3 separate regions of the Zea mays genome follow, and regions 2 and 3 are each linked to region 1. A link is a contact called in public Hi-C data. All regions are on one chromosome and are shown on one strand. The core of a region is the stretch at or near the end of the contact, and the rest is flanking DNA. Distances in the headings are between cores, read along the strand shown.

Region 1 (3,850 bases), core at 844-3,343:
TTGCATGGCATATCTCTGCAACAGATTTAGCAACAAGTGAAAAAATGGGTAAGCAAATAGATCACACACAGCCAAATTCAAAGACACCACAAACTGTAAATGGCAACCACAAATGGGTACAAGGGTCAAACCTAGTGAGATACGAAGTGGGGTGTACAGCTTACGATTTTGATAGGTATTGCGGTAATAGTGATAGTATGGAAGTTAAAATATATACAGATGCAGAAGCTAAACTTATGATCAAACTACAAAAAAAACACCTAAACAGGACTACATACTATGCTTCAAATTACTAAAATAATAGTCCCTCTGATCATAAATAACACTTTGAGTGAAGTCGGGTCAAACTAAGGTAGAGTCTAGTGGTAGAGGCGTAGAGCTGTGTGATAATGTGCTTGTGTCTTTCGAGAGTGTACACAAGTGCTTTTTCCTCTCTGAACTTGTCTGTAAGGTGGTAATTCGGCACACTTCTGGTGCTTTCAATAGAGCAGTGAAAAAATGCCATCAGTTCCAAAATCAAGTTTTTTTTTGAAATTTTGACCATCAGTAGTTTTCAAAATATAAGTTAAGACTTAGGAAACATTTAAACAAATGTGTAAATATTTCTTGAAATGTACTTTCATAATATCATACTTATCATATATTACAACTATATTTTAATGGCCATCAACAATTTTCAAAATATTTAGTTAAGAAACATAAAAGTCAGGTATGTGTATTTTTTCTTGAAACATACTTTCATAATATCATACTCATTAGATATTATAGTCATATTCTATATTAAGAAACAAACTGGTCAAAAAAATAGATCAGATGCTAAAACCTCAGAAATGGACTGATAAAGTATTAGAGACAATGGAATACTAAGCAAGCATAGCACAGAAAGGCTAACCCAAAGAACTCTTGCAGATTCATGACCAACCATCAACAGACAGCCATAGGGAAATTATTAAGAGTAACCATGCGCTTGATGGGGATACATACCATTTGACAACATAAAAAACAGGGAATAGCTGTGAGCTCACCTTTAACATGGAAGAGACCTGACACATCAAACCAGCAAGTATTTGAGTTACAAGTGAACGATATACATAAAAGCATGGTATAGCATTAAAGACAATGGGATTCACACCGTGGTAAACGCCACAGACAATGCTACACCAACTCCAATCCAGAAAACAGGTGAACCACTGCAGAGATTATATGCTAAGTTATCGTGCAAAGGTAAATCTGATAACAGCATACACAGAGAAACAAGAGGGGAAACTCACATATATGATGATGTGGGTGGCATGGGAGGTAGTGTACCAGTTCCAGTAGACATATTCTCATTGCCAGTCGAAGATGACATGCTTGCAAAGCCTTTTGCTCTCAATCCCTCGAAAACTGATGTAATGAACGTTTTTACTTAGTTATATCAGAATAAAATAGACTACACGAATAGAAATGGGAACAAGCGACACCATTCTGAACTCTACTCATCAGCTGCTTTATTATAATCCTAAAAAGCAAACGGATAAGCTGTCCATTCCCTGTTCGGCTCTCAGCTACTGATTGTAATTTCGTCAGCTATACAATCAGTTCCACATACGGAGGCCGCAAGGATTGGGTCAATAGATAGATGAACAAAACTAAAGAATTATAACAATTCAGAGGAGGCATGGTCCTGTTCAACGCCTAGTGAAGCTGAGCAGCGCGCAATCAGGAAGCGAAAAGGCATCAGAAGAGGAAGGCTTATCCCCTCACCGTTTCCGGAGCCGCGAGGAGCCGCCGCCGCGGCAACGAAGAGCCTGGGCCTCATCGGCCCTTTCCTCGCGGCACCGCTGATGGACGCCGAAGACGGCGGCGGCACGGAAACGGGCAGCCCGCGGAAGCGGGCGGCGGAGGAGAGTAGCGGGAGCCGTGGGGACGCGGAGCAGGAGGAGGCGAGGATGAGGCTCTCCATGCCGTCGGGCCGGGCGCGCGTTGCTCGAGGCACTGAGGTCTCTGCCTCTCGCTTGCTCGCACTAGGGTTTTTGCTCGCGTGGCGCCGACGCCGCCGAGGTTCGGTATCCGACTCGTGGGAGGAGGCCAGTAGGGAGTAGAGACGGGGAGTTTTGGGATGGGATCATGGGATGACGATTGACGAATGACGACAAAACGCCCTCGTCTCTCGCTGTAGACTGTGGATGTGGGGCCCATATGATGTTTTTACTGTCACGGTGAAATAGGTATGTCAATGGAGAAAAAAATTACCACGAGGCATCGAGGCTCCTCCAATCTCCTTCGATTTTATGATTCCTAAACTAATTTTTGTAAACTTGTTCGGTTATTCCTGTCTCATGTGAATTGGATAGGATTATAAAAAATTATGAAAGATTTTAACCTGTTTAGAATTTAAACTCACTCAATCCACATGGATTGAGAGCCAAACGAACGAGCCCTATGGGGGACATTTATTCCCTATTCCCGTTTCTGCGAAGAGATAAATCCCCAACGAGAATCCGCGTTCCACCTTAAATTATAACTAGTTGAATGCCCGTGCGTTGCTACGGTTTCCATGTATTACATAGTTGTACCTTATTTGAATGGGATAATCATTTCATCGGTGATGGAATAGAGTTCAGAAAAAATGGATTTAAACATACACTCAGTTATTATCTGATCAAAGAACGAAGTAGAACTATAGTTAATCTGACGCTACTTGTGGGCATGCGACTCTACATCATGTTGGATCTTCCGTGGTGTTTTCCTTTTCTGCTTATACTTCGCATAAGAGTACCATAGGCCACCAAATGTGTTGATCACCAGTCCAGTAACATTCAGAGCATGTACTTCGACACCTCCCAACAGATCGAAACCGAGGGTCTGATGATGAAAAACATGATACATGATTTACTTATTAGTTTAGAGCTCAATTGTATCAAAGGGTTCTGATTAAAGGACAAACTGATCTTTCATAAGTCGGCAAACTTACCGTTGATCCGACACCCTTGAGAACTCCTACTATTGTTGTAGTCAGAGCAGAGTTCACAATTGTGCACCAAAACATAGTGAAATTGAGAACGATTCCCATCATCAGCGAGATAACGAGAACGACACCGAACATCAGAGAGGCTGCCTGTAGTTCAAGTGTCACCAGACAATGCAAGTTAGGATAGAGACATACAACAGATAATGACACAGAAACTTTAAGAGTACTATTGTGTTAATGAATAGCAGCGAAGTGTTAAACCATTTGCTTCAGAAACTCTAGAGAACTATCTTTGAGACAAGGGAACACACAGAGATTGCTAGCTTAAATGTGCTGGTAAAATTTTGATTATACTGCATTTGTATCACTGACCTTTGCAGATAATACTGTAAGAGAATGGGGGAATTCTCTTGTTGCTATAATGAGGAAAAACAGAAATGGAAGTGACAATATGCTGTTGTAAAACATCAAGTCCACTGAGGAAAGACCATCCTCGGCACCTGATTTCTCCACCAGAATCAAATACATAGTCTGCATAGTGCATACACATTCAGCTGTCAATTACAAAGATAAAGAACCTTGCCTAAAAAATCTCTCAAAAGTTATAGAATAAATTTGTAAGAACAAAGCACAAGGAGATAACACAACCTGGAAGAAGACTGATGTTAGAGCCATGTAGTATCCATATAGGTCAAAGGAAAAATCTCCAAGTGCTGCAACGAGGACACCATTGGCGGTGCAGATAACTGAAAGAATGACCTAAAACAATTTTGAATTGATCAGGATGTGGTAAACAACAATAGTAATAAATATATGTTAGTTCCTAGGAAGAAACAATGCATTTCCCTAAAGTTTGATTTTTAAGTTGCAAATGAGGAAATTTCAAAACAAGAATGT
Region 2 (3,850 bases), core at 617-3,116, 160 kb after region 1:
CGAGGCAAGCCTTCCGCGGCTCCGCGCAAATGCAGAGAGCCTACTTCGAATCCACAACCTGGTGACTTAGTGAGACAAGCTCTCACCACTGCACCAGGTCTCTCCAAACAAGATCAAGAATAAAAAATATTGGACTAAGCATGTGGGACAAGTCACTGACAGAAAACTTTGGTAACATTATCCATGAATAAAAGAGAAAGGAAAAGGGAAATATACTGCATAACACAGTATGAAAACAGGAAGATGGAAGTGCCAAACCAGATCAATATAAGCACTAAGCAATTGGACAGGCACATCAGTTAAAAATATGAATCATTCAAGACAAAATTCCTAACAAATTTTTCTAATGTAGACACAATTACCTGTAACATTGAATTAATATATAAAACAGCCATAGGAAATCACTAACAGGTAACCAAATACTGCAAAGTAAAGAAAGTTGAATGTGTAAAGGTAGTTCTAAACTATAAGCTGAATTTAATTCTTCTCAGGGCCTGTTTGTTTACCCCAATGGATTATATAATCTGGATTATTTTTGAAGGATTATATAATCTGGATTATATAATTTGGATTATATAATCTGAGTAGTCCTGTTTGTTTACCCAGATTATCTGGCGTGTTTCTGTTGGGCGGCGGGCTTTTCTGATCCGATAGGCGCAAAAACGATTCGGTAGATTATAATGGCAATGATGGGTAATTTCTAGGAAACTTGAAAGGGTAGTGGGAAAGTGGGAAAAAATAATCTGAAATAAGCACCTCCTCACTTGCTTATGGATTATCATAATCCAAGGGGTTAGATTATATAATCTGGACAAATAAGCTAGACTGTTTGTTTGCCTCTTAGGATTATTTAATCCAGATTATATAATCTGGGGGTAAACAAACAGGCCCTCAGCAACTTGCTTTACAACTAAAGATGAAAACATAACGAGTCCAGAAGCAACAGAGATAGAATGAAAAAAAAATGAATTTGCCCTAATCAATGATTTTTTTCCATTTTAAACTCTATCAAAAGCACAGGTGGGTCAGATCAGATACATATTTGTGATGCAACAAACAGAGAGGAACAGGTAAGGAGGCAACCCACTAGTTCTAGGTTCTGACTAACACTTCAGTAGCAATCGATGCTAAATCAAATAAAGTTTAACTTGAACAGGGCTTAACTATAATTCAGATACCTCAGAAACTCTCCCAGGCCATTGCAAGCCAGAGAAAATAATTAGTTCACCAAAATCAGAGAACAAATAAAATTTGACTAACTCGGCGGCTCTATCTCCATAATACACGGATGAACACGCTAATTATTTGCGAGAAAGTGCACTAGAACTAGCAACGGAACGTAATCAGAAACATCGCAATAATAGCTTCCTACGACGGTTGATAGGTTAAACAGGATAGTTCCACAAGTCCTAATTAAGGACATCGTCCCACCCGCAGCAACGCCACAAACACTGGAAAAGCAGAGAGCGCGGACCTGGCATTCCCGGGGCGGAAGCACGCCCAGTCGTACCGCCCAGCGAAGCGCAAGTCGACCTGGTCCACAACGGCCTGCTGCGCGATCGCCGGCGGCAGCCGCCGGAGCACCACCTTCGTGCGGTGCGCCGGGTCCTTCATGTGTGCTCGCACCGTCGACGCCTCCCCGAATCTCTCTCGTGTCGTGAATCCTTGAGAACACCCCTACCGCAACACGTCTCAAACCCTAGGGCCGGGTCACATCGAAGCGAGGCGGGTCAGACGGCAGCGAGATCTGGGGACAGGACGGGGGAGGTGGCTAGGGTTTGGAGCCGGGTGGGGATTTGTCTCGCTCCTGCTTCCCTTCCCTTCGTTTCGCCGCGTCGTCGTCGCGTGGATTTTCCCCCCCTTCCGCTTCGGTAGTTTGGTGGGGGTGTGGGGTTGGTTTGGATTTAGGATGTGTAATTGGGAACTGTCGTAGATTGGGAAAGGGGAGGAGACGATAGAAAGTCAAAAGGTCATAGGTCATTCTGATAAATTTATTAGAAAGTCAAAATCGTGTCGAAAGAATTAAACGGATATTTATTTGGTACATTTTATTTTATTAATTTATTATATAAAATAGCTGAGTGTCGTACGTTGCGACGAAAATATATAATATCAGTATACTACGATAACTTATATATAAAATATGTGTTATACTGTTATAAGAAAAAGTTCCATAATCGATTTGTGATCCTAGCCATACATATTTTTTGTTATTTTAATCTAACTATTTCACCCTACATTACAATCATCGGTATCATGCAGACTTTGATATATGCCACAATTTGCATGATCTTATCATTAGAGAACATGTTCCACACATGACGGAAGAAATTTCCTCGTACGTCGTTAGTCATCAGGCACGCACCACCATACGCTCTTGCTTAAACAAAAAAGACAAGTGTATGTGTTTGCGAAGAGAATTAAAGACAGACCGACACAAAAACTACCCCGACGGTGGCGAGGATGACAAACTGGTCATTGTTGTCGACCCTCCTCTGCGTCACCTTCGGCGCCAAGATGACGCCACAGTCCTCGATATAGTAGTCGTTGAACGCGCGCGACATAGCGAGTACTGATGACTCTTGGCTGGGATGCCAAACGAAGTGCACTCCGAGCTCATCAGCGAAGTAGTACCCCTGGCTGTTGCACCACCGGATGCGTTACTCCTCTACATACATCATGTTCGAGGACACTCACACAACGTCAACAACGTCTGTCGTCCCAGCACACAAGAATTCATGGCCGGTCAGTAGCGACTTACGTGGCAGGTTAGGCTTCAAGTGGACGATGAGTTGGACGGTGTGATGGTGTCGTCGTCGGATGTGGTGCCCAGAACAATCCGAGAGTCGCCGACGTTGGCGACGACCATGAGGTCCCCCTGCTTGACGATGGACAACGCGGGGCAGCCACTCTACACCGCGTCCAAGCGGCGGCTGCGCCGGAGCTTGTCGTACACAGCGGCACATGTGACCACGTAGGACTGCTTCTAGAGGTCGAACTGGCAGTCGCCAAGCTTCTTCTCGTTGTTAATGAGCGACGCCAACGTGAGTGCCTCCTACTAAGGTGTTTGTTCAAGGTTTCTAAGTAAGAAACATGGATTCATGCTTGTCGTTGGTTTATAAAATTGACTCACAAGTCAGATCCATGAAAAAATATTACGAAGAATAAATGTCACGCATGCAAAAAAATAAATTTAAATTGAAAACATTATTCAAACAAAAGAAATTGCATGCAAGGCTATTCTTTAAATAATATTCCCTCCATCCAAAAATATAATTCAAGAATCTCGGTGATATTTATCTACTACTACACATTGTGCAAGGGTAGCAGGTGGGTTTGGGGAAAGATGTAGTAGATGTGTTTCCTGTCATAGATGTAGACATAAACACATATGTGGTGTATCATTAGCTACTGCTAGCATTTGCTTGAGAGGTCGCGGGTTCGAATCCCCTTGGGGCCATGTGTGTTTTTTTTAAATTTTAGCTAGACGTGGGTTGTACGAGGGAATGAGAATGACATAATATAGAATGGACTTTGCAGGAAGGGGGAATGAGAAAGGCAGAACTAATGAATGAGAATGACAAAATATAGAATGGTGACAGAATATGGGAATGGCCTGTGCAGGGAGGAGGAAATGAGAAAAACAGAACAGGGAATGGTGGCAGAACACGGAATGACATGCTAACCTTGCAGTCTTAACAAGTAGTAGAGATTTTATTAAAAATAAGATACAACTACTCTTTAATAAAATTAGAATAACTTATAATTTAGCATATAGTATTACATGTAATTTAGAATGAAAGAAATATTAAAGACACGAAGACGCATAGAAAATATACCAAAAAATTGA
Region 3 (3,850 bases), core at 922-3,421, 140 kb after region 1:
ATGGAACAAGGGCAATTCAAAAGAGAGCTCTACAATCAGCAACAATAAGGTAAGATTTTGCTGTCCTATAGTTGGTTAGGACACATGCATGCTGTCACCTCACCGTGCACCTTAAACGCCTAGTCGACTCAAATTGGCGGGTCGCCGTGTCTCAACTTACCGCCTTAATAATCATATTAATGTCTTTCTCGATCTAAAGTTTGTGCAAAATTCGAAAATCAGGTATCAATGTGACATGCTGCTAATTTTCAAATACTTGCAATTTGCATCAATAAACATTCAACAAAAGCAAACAGCCTTTTGCCCAAAAAATGGGATTAGATTGTTACAAACAGGAGATTTTCAGCTAGCTAAACAATCCCTATTTAGCCCTCAATTCAAAATTCATCTCACAAACAAGGAAACTCTCAATCTAAGCAGCAAAGCAAAGCTCTTCCACATAACAACAATGTCCTATTCATAGTTGTTAAGGTGGTAACGCGACTGACCCCCTTTTTATCTTTTGAGTGGTAAAGCGTAAGGTAGGCGGCGCTTTAAATATATATAAAATAATAAAAATAGAAATAATACTGATATTTAAGAAAGTGTTTAGGACAAAAATATTAACAAAGAAGAGAAAAAGAATAAAGAAAAAGAAACAGTCCAGCCAACCCAACTCAGCCCATTAATATTAGGTTAAGCCCAACTAACCCTCCCTCCCTCCCTAGTCGCTTCTCCCTCTCTCTCCCAGCCGCCCTCCACCGTCTCCAGCGCGCCGCTATCCACCGCGAGGCCCTCCCCAGCCCCACCCTCTGCTGCACCGCCCTCTGCCGCGCCACACTCCCCAGCGTCTCCCTCCACCGCGCCACAGCTCCCACCCGCGCCTTAGGTTCCAGAGCAAGGCGAGGAGGACGCCTTACCTCCCCGGCTCGCACCGCCTGGGTGACACCTTGAATACTATGGTCCTATGTTCTTTTCCCTTCCCAAAAAACAAGTAAAACACCAAAAGCAACACTTGAAAAATTAAGATTTTAGGAATCAAACACTAAGAATCGGGATGCAAGACTAAGGGTCTATTTGGTTCAGTTGTAGATTTTTTAAAGTCTGATTCTAGCTATGAGCTACGAGAAAATTATTGTGAGCTGACAATTGTGAAAAAACTAAAATTTGTTTGGTTGAAACAACTGTCAACTATAAATTCTATAAGAGCAAAACAACTTGTAACATGGATGACAAGAATCTAGGAAATCTGTGGTAGGAGGTGATTCTGAATTGAACTATAGGAATCTATGGATTTTCAGGAATCTATTCTGCTGTTGTACCTGTTTGGTTTAGATTTCATATTTTGGCAGTGAATCTGGTTCAGGAAGCTGAACCAAACACACCCTAAGCTAGCAATTAGTCTTCTTCACTAAAAAGTACTTGTAACTAACTAGTAACTACTCTGTCGCATATCGCAGTGAGCATAAACGAAGCAAATAAACAACTCTCAAAGGCAGGATAGAGGAATTACCTCGCGGACGACCTTATCCTGCATCTTAGGGCGGGCTTCCTTCTCTTTCATTTCGTCGTACAGCTCGTCGTAGGCGTACACCGAGGGATCCTCCTCCATGGCCTTCTTTTGCTGCTCCTCAACCTGTGCGCGCGCAACACGGCAACAACAACATCCCCATCCGGACAAGAGGGGGAAGACAGAAAAAAAAAAGAATTATCTAATGTGGTTGCCATGAAATCGGTGGAGAAGCGTACGCGCGAGCTGGTGGCTGGAGCAGGTTACCTTCTGGAGGGAGCGCTTCTTGGCCGCCTGGCGGAGGATTTCTGCCTCCACATCATCGTCATCGTCGTCGGCGAAGGCCGCCAGGGGCCGGGCGGGAGGTGGCGGCGCGCGTGACGACGAGGACGATGGCGGCTTCGTGCGGAGCTGCAGTCCGTACCTCTTCATCGCGGCGGCAACGGCAGTTACCTGCCAATCTGATCGATTAGGAGACGGGACAAACCCTAGTCAAACCGGGGCGGATTAACTTCTGGAAGGGGCGCTTCTTGTGGGCCCTGCGTGCCGGAGCGAGGTGGAGGAGGACTGGCGGACAGCGCAGGTGGAAGGCGGGGAAGGAGCGGTGGTCGGGAGGGCGCGGAGGGAGGGGCGGCGGCCGACGGGCAACGGCTGTTCACTTGTAAGAAAAGAACATAGAAATCGGATGAATTAAGAGCCATATTTTTTTTATCCAAAGCACAATCCAACTTAAAAAAACTTAATCCAACGCTAAAAACACAACCCGACACGTCCAATTGAAAAACACGGACTAACCTGATCTAACTCAATCTGATACTAGGTATAGATCAGGCCAAACAACTTATAATACAACCTGCCGTGACGTTTAAATAGATCTAGCCTCCAGAGATGTATGCAAGTGTTAATGGTTGAGTAATACCAACCAAGGACTATCAAAAAGGTCTATTTATAATCTCCTAGAAAATTCTAATCGCTACCTTTTAAAACACAGATTTCCATGCACCAAACATGTCCACTAAGCTAGTAGGGGTTACACTGAATACATTGATGCCCTTCAAACGACTATAAACTAGTTGTTAACACATGTTAGATGCTCAGTGCAACCATTAGACATGTTAAGGACACGTCTGTTGAGTACATAATCGAAATATGTAAGTTTATACGACGTTTGAGTGCTCTTTCCAATGTGACATCTGATGGCACTCCGAGCACATTCTGTCATATGCACGTTTGTATGCCTTCCTTTTGATGCCCTCTAAGTTGCTTGTCTGGTGGACCCCTCCTACACTGGACACCATACGCATATCTAGTGTCATGTCCAATGCCTCACAGGATATGTTTGATGAGCTCTGGAAATCTGCATCGAGAGCATTTTGTCATCTCTTTCCAACCGACTTAACTATACAATGTTTTGTCAAAAACAAGTTAGAGCCTAGTTTGTATTTTTTAAAGTGTTTTCAATAAACATTTTCCCTACTCTCAGCCTATAACTTAGGTCTATATGCAATACATATAATTTCGATACCTAGTGGCACTAGATGGTTGGTTGTCCAATTAAACTCTTCTTTTAATAGTATGATCGTCTATGCTAAATCCAATTACACACTCTATTATGTCTTGATTGGTAAGATAAAATGTCCTAACTTATACCTTTGATTTGAGCTCTTACATTTCGATTTTCTTATTTCCTTTTATATGTTGATCATTTGTTCATCTTTATGACAATCACCATCTTTTCTATGGTTGCTAACCTTTACTCAATTTTTAGATGTGAATTTGAACCTATCTTATTTACAACATTTAGAATTTTCTTCAGTTACTAGAATAGCTTTCCAGCTAGGAGGGCCACGGGGATAAGGGACTTCTACAGTCATTCAAGGAGCAGCTTTTCAGCTAGGAGCGTCATGGGGACTTGTACGTTGTTGCCACCTTCGCATGTAACTTGCTACCTGTTAAGGAGTATACATTAGTATTTATTAGTCTGAACAGAGAAGGCATCAACTAGTTTTGCATGCACACATTATTGAAAAATAGGCTCCACTTATAATATGGCTAGCAAATCGTGCATATGATCGTATAAAATACTAGTTTACACTATTTTACATTGTATACTGCACTATTTATAAGCTGGAGTTTGAAATAAAAATGAGGATGCTCGAAATAGTCGTAGCTCGCATGTGGAATACCAATCACTATAGCAGCTCAGAAGCATAAAGAATATACACAACCCGGAAACCCAAATAGCGGTAAATGTAAGATACAAACAAAAACACATGCAGTTGTTGAATTCTTCCAAATTAGTTTACTAGACTAATTAAGCTATAAGAAAATAAAACCTTTAATAACCAATGCAAAAGCTTT

What was found. Hi-C and Micro-C count contacts between places; a contact is called where the count stands out from the background.
Region 2: a contact with region 1 is called in a Hi-C map of endosperm, with 3 times the contacts expected there. The contact joins the promoter of LOC103641667 here to the promoter of LOC100285102 in region 1. A contact is called at or near these places in 5 of 25 Hi-C or Micro-C datasets (endosperm, leaf, tassel and 1 more).
Region 3: a Hi-C map of ear shows a contact between it and region 1, with 1.7 times the contacts expected there. The contact joins the promoter of LOC100282954 here to the promoter of LOC100285102 in region 1. A contact is called at or near these places in 3 of 25 Hi-C or Micro-C datasets (ear, leaf and tassel).

Annotation. Positions count from the first base shown.
Region 1 is chr10:120,623,705-120,627,554 of Zm-B73-REFERENCE-NAM-5.0, forward strand. It overlaps LOC100285102 (translocon Tic40), which reads right to left and starts at 2,094. Exons shown (of 15, transcript NM_001157997.1): 1 at 1,747-2,094; 2 at 1,272-1,386; 3 at 1,133-1,190; 4 at 1,026-1,043; 5 at 1-15. The coding sequence starts at 1,945.
Region 2 is chr10:120,788,003-120,791,852 of Zm-B73-REFERENCE-NAM-5.0, forward strand. LOC103641667 (regulator of nonsense transcripts UPF3-like) reads right to left here and starts at 1,867. Exons shown (of 13, transcript NM_001346661.1): 1 at 1,475-1,867. The coding sequence starts at 1,614.
Region 3 is chr10:120,768,604-120,772,453 of Zm-B73-REFERENCE-NAM-5.0, forward strand. LOC100282954 reads right to left here and starts at 2,172. Exons shown (of 4, transcript NM_001155859.1): 1 at 1,757-2,172; 2 at 1,493-1,615. The coding sequence starts at 1,921.